Regions from separate parts of the Mus musculus genome. Here region 1 is linked to region 2. The links are chromatin contacts, called in public Hi-C maps. All regions are on one chromosome and are shown on one strand. The core of a region is the stretch at or near the end of the contact, and the rest is flanking DNA. Distances in the headings are between cores, read along the strand shown.

Region 1 (5,695 bases), core at 2,352-4,851, 200 kb after region 2:
GGGAGGAGTCTGACTCCTGCTTTCAGAGGGCTGTTGGCTACTAACTCAGGAGGGCCTGGGACTCCGGGTCCACTGGAGTCTCCTAGTTGATGTTTGCACACCAGGCCTTGTGTGTCCCAGTGAAGGGCCTTGTGTAGTCAGCCTTATGTTGAGCACACTGGGAAGCCCTCTGATGCCCCCTCTGCCTGCCCAGCAGCAGCTGCAGCTTCTGAGCCGGTTCTGCCAGGAGCAGGGCATCCCTTTCCCATCCATCTCACCCAGCCCCGAGGAGCAGCGGCAGCCTCAGGAGTGCCATCTGTTCTGTGACCCAGCCCAGCCCGAAGCCCCGGCTGTGCTGCACTTCCCTTTGGTCAATGACTCCTTCCAAGACTACTCTGCCCCTGGTGAGCCTTGCTTGGTCACTTCTCTTCCAGCCTTGCCTCAGTGCCAGTGACCCCAGGCCTTCTGCCCAAACTGCCCTCTTTCCACAGGGGTGCCACGGACATCGGAGGAGAAGGCAGCTGGGGAGGTGAATCTGTCTTCTTCTGACTCCCCATACCACTACACAAAAGTGACCTACAGCCAGGAAGATGTGGACAAGCTGTTACGGCTGACGCATTACAACATCTGCAACAACCAGGATCGGCTGCGGGAGGCCATGCACCAGGCCGTGCAGCGGCGGAGAAAGCGCAAACAGTTTAGGCCGGAGTGACAGCTGAGCTACCCTGGCTGGGCTCCTGCCTGGGTCACTCTTGGTCTTTAACTCCTTTCCCCTTCTGCTCCGAGTTCAAGACCAGCATCACCAACTGCTCCAGAGACTCTGGAAACTCTGATGTCCAGGCACAGCTCCACAAAGGTGTGTCTGGGACTTCCACAAGTGACACTAACATGTCAGCAGCCCTGTCACAGAGTCTAGGCTGGAAGCTGCAAGCAGAGGTGCTATGGCCATCATCCATGGATGGACTTGGGGCTCGTTAGAGACGGGACACTGTGACACGGAACATTTGACATGTTACAGGGGTGCTTATAAACGGGAGGTGCTTGTGGCACTGTCCCAAGAGTATCTGCTGTACCAGGCTGTTACTTCCACTCTGAAAGCAGGTCCCTTCCCAAGAGGCCTCGAGCATGGACGTTCCGGTCCTGTCACAGGTTGCCATCTTTGCCCAGAGATCTTGCAATGAAGCCATGGTTCATCTCAGGCATAGCCAGTGACTTGCGACATCAGTTGCTTGTCCTCTGACAGGAGCTGTGTTCTGCACACTGGTCCTGAGCAGCCCTGGGGAGGGTACCTTTGGGTCAGTAGTCGAGTGGTTCCCAGGTGTGTCTCCACTGGTAGCCCCGAGGATTGGTGTTGACTGAGGATTCATCTTAAGGTTTAGACCTGTAGGGAGAACAGAGATTAGGAACCAACCACCCTCCCTAAACATGGTGTCTAGTCCTCTCCATACCTGAACATCCCTCCTGCTCCTAGCTGAGGTGTGAGCAGGTACTAGAGGCTCTGAGATGAGTAGGGTGTAACAACTTTGATTCTCATGATCCAGCAAGCTCTGTCAGCCAGGCAAGTGTTTGTCCCAACACCATTAGAAGCCACTATGAGCTGGACCTGGTGGCATAGGTCTCTAATCCCAGCTACGCAGGAGACTAAGTCAGGAAGAGTACAAGTTCAAAGCCAGCCTGGGCTACAAGAGTGAGTTCAAGGCCACAATTTAGCTGTCAAGTAAAAGATAACTAAGGGGGGCTGGAGAGATGGCTCAGTGGTTAAGAGCACTGGCTGCTATTCCAGAGATCCTGAGTACAATTCCCAACAACCACATGGTGGCTCACAACCATCTGTAATGGGATCTGATGCCACCTTCTGGTGTGCCTGAAGATAGCAACAATGTACTCACATGCATAAAATAAATCAATCTTAAAAGGCTAAATCTCAGGCTGGTGGGATGGCTCAGCGGTTAAGAGTGCCAACTGCTCTTCCAAAGGTCCTGAGTTCAAATCACAGCAACCACATGGTGGCTCACAACCATCTGTAATGAAATCTGATGCCCTCTTCTAGAGTGTCTGAAGACGGCTACAGTGTACTTACATATAATACATAAATAAATAAATAAATAAATATTTTTTTAAAAAGTTAAATCTCAGTGGTAAAGTACATGCCCTCAGGTCAGTCCCAGGACCACCAGAAACTGGTGCGTCTAGTACAAGTCCTGTTCCTCCTCCTGTGCATCAGAATCAAGCTGGAGCACCGGAGGCTTGCAGAGGGACCACAGCTGTGGCTGTCACCATGGCCATCACCTGTTACAGCATGAGGGCCTTCAGGCACATAGCTGAGTGCCAGCCTAGATGTATATGACAGATGTATTTGACTGGACCTGGGGACTGGTGTTGGGTGTATGTGGGGGGGGGGGGAGGTATTCACATCCTCATCTAGATGCCCCAAGTACCCTACCCCAATTCTTAGAGATGCCCCAAGTACCCTACCCCAATTCTTAGAGATGCCCCAAGTACCCTACCCCAGTTCTTAGAGGGCCCAAAGCCCCTTGGCTTGGAGATAGGAAAGGCATAGCTGAGGTGGCTGAGCATGAAGCCAGGATCCACGTGAGGCTGAGCATGCCAAAGGAGAGCCTGCGTTCAGTCTGCCTAATCCCTTAGCCTTTATACTTCTTGCCATTGGCCTGCACATGCTGACACCTTGACCCTGTATCCCCCTGGAATCAGGAACAGAGACAAGACAGGATGGAGTCAGGATGGAGCTAAAGAGCAGAGGCACTGTCTCAGATGTCTCAGAGAGCAAGGAAAAGAAGTTTGAGAGTGAGGACTTGGGGAGCATCCAGGGGTGTGTGGTCACCCAGAGAGACTCTTGACTGGGGGATGGCCAGAGCAGTAATGGCATGTGGAGCTTCTGAGGGGTAGGTGTAGAAGGTGGGGAGATGGGGGGGGGGGAAGTGAGCCCCTGTGATAGCATGTTCCTGGAGTCTATGGGGGAAGAGAGCCTTGTCACCTTAGAGTGCTGGTGTGATGGCTTCCAGCTTTCTGAGGTGTGGGAGCCAGGGTCTCCCATGTGGGGGTCTCACAAGCCCACTCAACAGAGCGGGCCTTGAGTCCTGGCATCTTGGGATAAAGAGAAAAACCCATTCCACCAGTATCCCACTTGGATACAGTGTCCTTGCTCTCAGCTGGGAGCCTGACCTTGGGTTCTAGGCTGTAGAACCAGAGGGTAAGGTTCATGTTGCCCAAGACGGCTCCTTCCTAGAAGCTGTGTCCCTGGCTCAGGGACTAAGATGCATGCTGAGTCAGCCCTTGTCTGCCTTTCTACTCTGGTGCTACAGTGTGGGTGAGCGCTCAACACTTCCAAGCAGACTCCTTGAGAGCTCACTGCAGGGAGGTGGAAAAATCCAGGGTTCCTTTGGGATTCTGGAAAAAAGGTGGGAACAAGGGGAGGTGATGACAGTGAGGGAGGGAGCTAGGACCAAGGAACAGGGAGGAACCCCCCCACACACACCACTCCACAGAGAACCCAGCAGACTCGTGAGGCAGGCACAAATGGCAAAGGGTGTGTTCTGCACATTCTTTCTGCACATAGACCTGGGCGTGGCCACAGTCCAGACCAATCAAGACAGCATTTGGAGTTAACACAGCCTTTGAGTCCCAAAAGAAACAGAGCCCACACAGTCCCTGGCTAGAAGGGGTGGGGTGGAGGTAGGGAGTTGGTACAGACTCCAAAGGGGACAGGACAGGAAAATCTTTACCTCTGCTACTGATTATCTGTGTCTGGCGAGTTTTTAAGCCACTCAGAGTAGTAAGTTCATTGAGAAAAGCCGCAAGGCTCACTTTCTAGAGAGATGGGCTGTAAAAGCTCATAGCTCTGTAAGGTACAATAACACTGGGAACCTGGGCCCCAGCAGCCCCTCCTTCCTTCCCCTCCAGCCCACCTGCCATGCTACCCAAGGCTGGCTGCCAGCTTGCAGCCTGCTTTTCAGACAACACTGCAAACAGAACTCAGAGATGCTCAGCCTGCCTTCTAAGCTGACCTGTCATGCTGGACCTCTGCCTATAGCCCCAGCCAAGCTTGCTGTCGGGCCAGGCCTATAACCCTCACCTTGGGAAGAAAGTCTGCCTTCTGTCCTCCAGCCTCTCACATTCAGTCTCCTCAGGTACAAGGGGGGACACGTAAGCCAGTTCCTGGGGAGCAATGAGGTACAGGGATCACAGGGGCCCTTGGCTTTTCCCTATGGGAGCTATCTTCTATCCCCCTGAGATGCTTCTAATTGCCTGAGAGCTCTTACCCCAGTGCCACTTGGCACTTCTGCCTTCCTCATATCTGAGAATGGGCTCGAGGCTCCCCTTGCCAAGATCCCATGGCTGCTGGTTGGGAAGCTGGTTCTGGGCTGTGGGGAAGACAGGGAAAAGGGCCCCCAGGCCAGGCCTCAGACTCTTTCAGGAAAAGTACTGCTCACAGTTTTCACCGGGAAGAGGAAACAAGGGTGGGCTCAGACAGGACAACCGAGAGGTTGGAAGTTCTTGACCTGGCAACCAAAGCAGGTAGGGGTAAGCCCCTTCTCTTCCCCTTTCCTCTTCTGTGGGTAGAAACTATTGCCTTCTCTGAGACCACCCAGGAAGTTACACAGGAGTCTACCAGAAGCCACAGTGGCAGGCCTGGATGGTTGCTGAATATGGTTGCCTGCAGTTAGAGCTAGCACGCACCTGCCTCCCTTCTGTGGGGGGCTGCTGTTCCACAGATGCCTCCGTGACATGACCACCCTTTGCCTCCTGAAAATACAAGATGGGGGCCCAGATGTCAGAAGGGAGACACCCACTCCTCCTTCCTAGTGCCCCCCCAGCACTCCTGGCCCCTGGGCCTGCTCCAGAGTGTGGACCCTGGATACCTGTGCCCCTGTGACCTGGCTACATGCTCCAGGGAGATAATGGTAGTCCAACGAGGCTACCACGCTACAGTTCCTTCCTCTTAGCCAGATGTGCAGCTCACCCCTAGTGTTCAAACACGAGTCCTCCCGTCTTCTCTCCCACTCAGAGTGCTGGTCCCTTCTATGATCATGCTTCAGCTCTAAAGTAAATCATCCCTCCTCGTGCACCCACGGAACCCTGCATGGCAGGGTTGGTGGCTTTCCTAAAGGAGAAGCCTTGAGGAAGACTCCACAAGGCCTTGCTGCCCTAAGGAGCCCTAACTTGTAGATTGACCAACTGTCCCCCCCTATACCCCTCGTGCCTCTTCTCAGTATCCCCAGCCTCCCCTCCTCCAGCCCTTGAACCTCTGTCATCGTCTGAAGCTGAATGAATGTCTCCTCGTGGGCCACCAGCAGCTTTTCTAAGCCCTCGTGTCTGTAGAGCAGGCGTTCCACTTCCAACACCGAGTGCTGAGAGAAATGTGTTCTGTTCTGGGGTGCTGGCTCTCCTTTCCCCCCCCCCAGGCTTAGCCCCAAGGGTCAGGGAACCGAGAATATCAGGGTCTGCCTCCCCTTACCCCACAGCTGGGGTCCAGCAGCAGGCGCTCCCAGGAGGCCAGCCAAGCCTCAGCCAGCTCCAGCCTCTGCCGCAGCTGTTGCAGGCTCCGGGTCTGTTCCCAGCGTTGTCCACGCAGGGCCCAGGCTACCTGAAGCTCCTGCAGATGTCTTTCCAGCTCCTGCATACACTCTGCCACCTGTGGGAAGGGTGCCATGAAAGCCTGGGCAGAGCTCCCACCCACCAGGGCAGGCAGGAGAGC
Region 2 (5,886 bases), core at 3,036-5,535:
ATGAGCTATAATCCAGACATGGAGGGCACACCTATGATCCACGTCTTGAGGCTGGAAGACACAGGCTTTTGATCCAGATCTTGAGGCATAGTGACCATGTCGTCATTTTCCATATAAATAAGGAGAACACCCCTTCCTTCCTTCCTTCCTTCCTTCCTTCCTTCCTTCCTTCCTTCCTTCCTTCCTTCCTTCCTTCCTTCCTTTCTTTCTTTCTTTCTTTCTTTCTTCCTTCCTTCCTTCCTTCCTTCCTTCCTTTCTCTCTCTCTCTCTCTCTCTCTCTCTCTCTCTCTCTCTCTCTCTCTCTCTCCTCTCTCTCTCCCCCCTTCTCTCTCTGCCACTACTTTGTCTCTCCCTTCCAATAAAACCTCTTCCACATGGAACTACTCTGGCCTAGTTTGCTGTTAAGACGCTTCGTGCCATTCTAACACACACACTCACTTTCCATTCCTTAGCATGATTGTCAGAATAGGTGCCGTTACTATGATGGTTTGAATAAGACTGGAACCATGGGCTCATGGATTTGCATTCTTGATTCCCAGCTGGTGCAACTGTAAGGGAAGGACAAAGAGATGTGATCTTTGGCCTGGAGAGATGGCTTGGTGGTCAAGAGCACTGACTGGTCTTCAAGAGGTCTTGAGTTCAATTCCCAGCAACCACATGGTAGCTCAACCATCTGTAATGGGATCTGATGCCCTCTTCTGGTGAGTCTGAAGACAGCTACAGTGTACTCATGTACATAAAATAAATAAATCTAAAAAAAAAAGAAAAAGAAAAAAGAAAAAAAAAAGAGGTGTGACCTTGTTAGAGAAGGTGTCTCACTTGGGGGCTGGCTTTAAGTTTTTAAATGTCCATACCATCCATGCCCAGTTAGTGCTCTCTGCCTTTTGCTTGAAGACCAATGCCTTGCCTGCCTGCCTGCCATGGTCCCTGCCATGAGGGTCATGGACTCAATCTCTAAAACTGTAAGAACAAGCATTCTAATATATGAACTTATGGGATGGGGAGATTGCTCAGCAGTTAAGAGCACTGACTGCTCTTCCAGAGGTCCTGAGTTCAAATCCCAGAAACCACATGGTGGCTCACAACCATCTGTAATGAGATATGATGCCCTCTTCTGGTGTGTCTGAAGACAGCTACAGTGTACTTATAATGAATAAATAAATAAATAAATAAATATGAACTTATGGTAGCCACTCTCAATCAAACCAGCACAGAGGTGTGGTGTGGTGTGGTGATGAGTGAGTATGTGTAGGAAGAACTTCATCATGTTGTATCAATGAGTAGTGAAGCAGCAAGAATGGTTTTCTGCCTGATGACGGTCAGGTCATTCTAACCCAACAGGAGACAGGGAAAGCAAAGATGACTAAAGGAAGAGAACAGATTTTTGGTAGAAATCTAAGTATCCAAGTCTACACAGGCAAACAGTGATGAAGAGGATATGAAATGCAGTCTAAATCTCAAGAGGTAAAGGTCTGCCAACTAGTGAGATGGCTCAGCGGTTAAGAGCACTGACTGCTCTTCTGAAGGTCCTGAGTTCAAATCCCAGAAACCACATGGTGGCTCACAACCACCCATAATGACACCCTTGTCTGGAGTGTCTGAAGATAGCTACAGTGTACTTATTTATAATAATAAATAAATCTTATTTATTTATAATAATCTTATTTATTTATAATAATAAATAAAAAAAGAGGTGAAGGTCTGGGTTTCGTTTGGTACCAGAAGATATTATAGTATCTTTAGAGAGAAGATATTATAGTATCTTTAGAGGGTGGGGTAGGGTTTCAGAATTATATGGAACCTTCTTGAAAAGAATTGCAGAAGCCTTAGGTTGGATAGTCTTATATAACTTCACTTTGTGGCTAGTTATATGGTGTGTACCTGTGGCTAGAAACAGTAATAGGCTGACAAGGAGGCCTGCTTGCTCCATTAGGAGAGATGTGTAATGATGTTAGAAGCCCCAGTACTTGTGGCTTCACAATGGTTTTCACAGTTCAAATTGACTTTAAATTTTTTTTATTTAAACTTTTTATTACATTTCCATTATCCTTTGTGTCTTTATCTATTGGGTGAGGGCAGCGTGTGAAGTTAGCATGTTTGAGAGTCAGAGGACAACTTGCAAGAGTTGGTTTTATCATTTCATGCGGGTCACAGGAATTGAACTCAAGTCATCAGGTTTGGTAGCAAGAACATTTACTCACCAAGCCAACTCTGTTGCCCCTAAATTCACTTTGTCAGCATCAGGCATATTTAATCCTTCTGAGCCTTTGTTTAGTTCCATGAGAAAAACTATAGACTTCTCTTCCCAGAAAAGAATCCAACATTACCAGTAGTCACTCCCCTGAAATTTGTTGCAGAGAAGGAAAAACAGGATACAACCATCAGTCTGGATGGGCTCCTGTGGGCTCTCATCTATCTCTTCCTTTCACTGTGGGACACCAGGCTTCCCCCCACACCTACTGAGAGGACTTGTGGGATGCCTGCCTGAGCAGTGCTCCAGCTCCTAGCTCCATAGGTATTTGTAAAATGTTACCATTTCGCTCCTCTGGCAGCTCCTCACTAAGGTTAGTGTGAGGATCAAGTTCATGGCTCAGGATGGAGAGGAAAGCATGGGGGAAGGGAAGCGACGCATTGAATACACTTCCAAAAGAACATGATTTTCTACAGTGCTGGTGCCTGTGCCACCAGGAGAGGTGATGACAGCCTCCTCCCATTTCAGAAGCAGCTCCTAGAGTCATCTGTAGGCGGATTCACATGACACATCCTTAAACTGACGCCATTCTGGGCTGTCTGTTCCCCAGTCACATCTCAGCAACAATGGCTCGTTACATTTCTAAGTTTGATTCCTGATTGGTTGTTTACAGGAACATCCAGGCTGCCCCGCCTGGTATCAGAGCCAGGATTTATCCTTTTGAGTCATGAAACCTCACCAGTCCTGCGTATGTGAACAAGTGAACTGAAATACCTCAAGGGAGTTAAGTTGGTTGTTTGTCACCATATTTTAATCTAAAAAATGTTAGTATGTATTACTGGAGGAAGTTGATGCAGATTTGCCTGCAAACTGTCTTGAACACAATCTTTCTTTTCCGGTTGTTGTTGTTTTCTTGACTGATGTGTCTGTATGAGGAGCATTTTGACTCTCTCGTGTCACTGCTTTTCTGTTCTCACTCCTCTCAGAATCTTTGCCAACATACCACTGACATTTGAGAAAGAGAATAGAGCAGTTTGGCTTCTTACTTGCAAAGCCTTCTGTTTCCGTAGTGACGTAAATAATTATGGAATATATCAAGAGTTTTCTTTAGACGATGTGGGTTTCTTTATTTTTGAGATGGGGTTTGGCTTTGTAGCCCAGGCTGGCCTGGAAGCTGAAGTGTCCTGCCTCAGCCTGTAAAGTGCTGGTATTTCAGGTGTGTGCCAACAAATGAAGGCCAGATCAGCCTTTGAAAAGATGGGGTTGTTACCTATGGGCAGGGCTACAAGAGCAGCCTGAGAAAGATCTATCATATGAAATTTGATTCATATATACAAATATATGAAATTCTTTTTTCTTTTCTTTTCTTTTTTCTTTTTCTTCTCTCTCTCTCTCTTTTTTTTTTCCCGAGACAGAGTTTCTCTGTATAGCCCTGGCTGTCCTGGAACTCACTTTGTAGTGTAGACCAGGCTGGCCTCGAACTCAGAAATCCGCCTGCCTCTGCCTCCCGAGTACTGGGATTAAAGGTGTGTGCCACCACACTCAGCTTTCTTTCCTTATTTTCTGTGTATGGGTGTCTTGCCTGCTTGTGCATCTGCATACCACTTTGATCAGTGCCTGTGAGAACCTGAGGAGGTATCCCCTCAGTACAGTACAGATCCCCTGAAACTGTAGTTATAGGTGATTATTAACTCCTGAGTGGACGCTGGGAATCAAGACCACCCCCTGCCCCCACTTCTCAAGAAGAGCAGCCAGTGCTCCTAACTGCTGAGCCACCTCTCCAATACCGTTCTTTTAAAAACTCACTTTATTTAAATTAACTAACTAATTTTGGTTTTGAAACTGGCTCTCAATGTGTATTGCATTAATATTGCTTTCTTAGAAACTGTCTTAGTTAGGCTTTTACTTCTGTAAACAGATACCGTGACCAATACACACACACACACACACACACACACACACATATATATATATATCTGTCTTCAAACATACCAGAAGAGGGCACCAGATCCTAAAAAGGTCATCTCAGGAACTTTGAGAAAGTCAAGAAACACTGCCCCTCCAGAAGGGAGAGGCTAATTAGCATTTCTCAGACCACAAGAGAGAACCGACCTGAGGGTGGGGACACATTCCGCAGGACTGGCCTTGCTCATCTTCAGACAACCGAAGTCCTTGTCACCTCATTCCCTAAAGACCAATCAATTTAAAAGGTGCACTGTTCCACCAATCATATTGTACCTAGTTGCTTTTGCTTTGTTCTGCCCTGGAAACCATATAAAAACTCCCAAACTGGTGCTGGTAGTTGCTGCCTCTCCTGTGGGTCTGGGACAACCCCAGTGCACTGGAACAATTAATTCCTCTTGCTTTTTGCATCGATCCCGGCTCTACAATCCCCTGGTTGTGAGCAACCATGTGGTTGCTGGGAATTGAACTCAGGACCTTTGAAAGAGCAGTCGGTGCTCTTAACCACTGAGCCATCTCTCCAGGCCCAAGGCAATTTTTTTCCCTTGGGTATTTTCTTTATTTACATTTCAAGTGTTTTCCCCTTTCCAGATCTCCCCTTCTGAAACCATCTATCCCATCCCCCTCTCCCCCTGCCTCTATGATGGTGCTCCCCTGCCCATTCTGGTCTTCCCATCCTGGCATTCCCCTATACTGGGACATCGAACACCCTCAGGGCCAAGGGCCTTTCCCCCCACTGCTATCCAACAAGGCCATCCTCTGCCACATATGTGCCCAGAGCCATGGGTGCCTCCATGTATACTCTTTAGTTGGAGATCCAGTCCCTGGGAGCTCTGGGGGGTCTGGCTGGTTGACACTGTTGCTTCCTCCATGAGGCTGTCCCTCGCACAGTCTGCACAAGGCATCTCTTATAAGGAACAACATTTAATTGGGGCTGGCTTACAGGTTCAGAGATTCAGTCCATTATTATCAAGGTGGGAACATGGCAGCATCCAGGCAGGCATAGTGCAGGAGAAGCTGAGAGTTCTACATCTTTATCTGAAGGCTGCTAGCAGAATACTGACCTTCCTCCCTGCCCCCGAGACAGGGTTTCTCTGTGTAACCCTGGCTGTCCTGGAACTCATTCTATAGACCAGGCTGGCCTTGAACTCAGAAATCCACCTGCCTCTGCCTCCCAAGTGCTGGAATTAAAGGCCTGTGCCACTACTGCCCAGCTCAGGATGAGGGTTTTAAAGCCCACACCCACAGTGACACACCCACTCCAACAGGGTCATACCTACTAATAGTTCCACTCCCTGGGTCAAGCATATACAAACCATCACAAAAACTATTCTTTTTGCTTTTTACAAGTGGACCATTTACTTCTTTTCTTCCTTTCATATGAGCATGTGTGTGTCTGCCTCTGTGTGTGTGTGTGTGTGTGTATGTGTGTGTGTGTGTGTGTATGGAGGTCAGAGGACAACTTGCAGAATTCAGTTCTCATCTTCCACCTTGCTGAGGTCTTTCCTTACTCTGGTGGACTGAGTACTCTAGGCTAGCTGGCTGAAGTGCTTCTGGACAGTATCTGCCTCCCATCTGTAGGAGCAATAGGATCATAGAATCACACTACTGCACTGGCTTTTATTTGTTGGTTCCTGGGACAGACCTCAGATGGTCAGGGTTCTGTGCCTAGTGCCTTTATGTGTTCAGCTATCTCTCTGGCTATTTATTTATTTAATTTGAGACAGGGCCTC

Evidence for each region. A called contact is a pair of places that touch in the nucleus more often than the background predicts.
Region 1: a Hi-C map of embryonic stem cells shows a contact between it and region 2, with 1.8 times the contacts expected there. The contact joins two enhancer-like sites. A contact is called at or near these places in 2 of 484 Hi-C or Micro-C datasets (both in embryonic stem cells), 1 of 115 datasets of contacts at active chromatin or transcription factors (embryonic stem cells) and 2 of 9 other capture datasets (adipose tissue and pancreatic islet).

What each region holds. Positions count from the first base shown.
Region 1 is chr2:120,040,925-120,046,619 of GRCm38.p6, forward strand. It overlaps Sptbn5 (spectrin beta, non-erythrocytic 5), which reads right to left. Exons shown (of 67, transcript NM_001370938.1): 62 at 5,456-5,632; 63 at 5,244-5,348; 64 at 4,678-4,743; 65 at 4,260-4,361; 66 at 4,073-4,155; 67 at 569-1,360. The coding sequence ends at 1,348. It overlaps Pla2g4b (phospholipase A2, group IVB (cytosolic)), which reads left to right. Exons shown (of 20, transcript NM_145378.4): 19 at 197-383; 20 at 471-2,109. The coding sequence ends at 691. Gm28042 (predicted gene, 28042) reads left to right here. Exons shown (of 27, transcript NR_104353.1): 26 at 197-383; 27 at 471-2,109. Among named protein-coding and RNA genes, the nearest start is that of Gm52559, 6.8 kb to the right of the region's middle. Within about 2 kb of position 3,602, at least 59 of the 459 cell types and tissues checked have an H3K27ac peak or open chromatin away from gene starts, as enhancers often do. A contact at or near this core is called in embryonic stem cells, where this site is marked.
Region 2 is chr2:119,839,461-119,845,346 of GRCm38.p6, forward strand. No RefSeq gene overlaps it. Among named protein-coding and RNA genes, the nearest start is that of Tyro3, 43 kb to the left of the region's middle. Within about 2 kb of position 4,286, at least 27 of the 459 cell types and tissues checked have an H3K27ac peak or open chromatin away from gene starts, as enhancers often do. A contact at or near this core is called in embryonic stem cells, where this site is marked.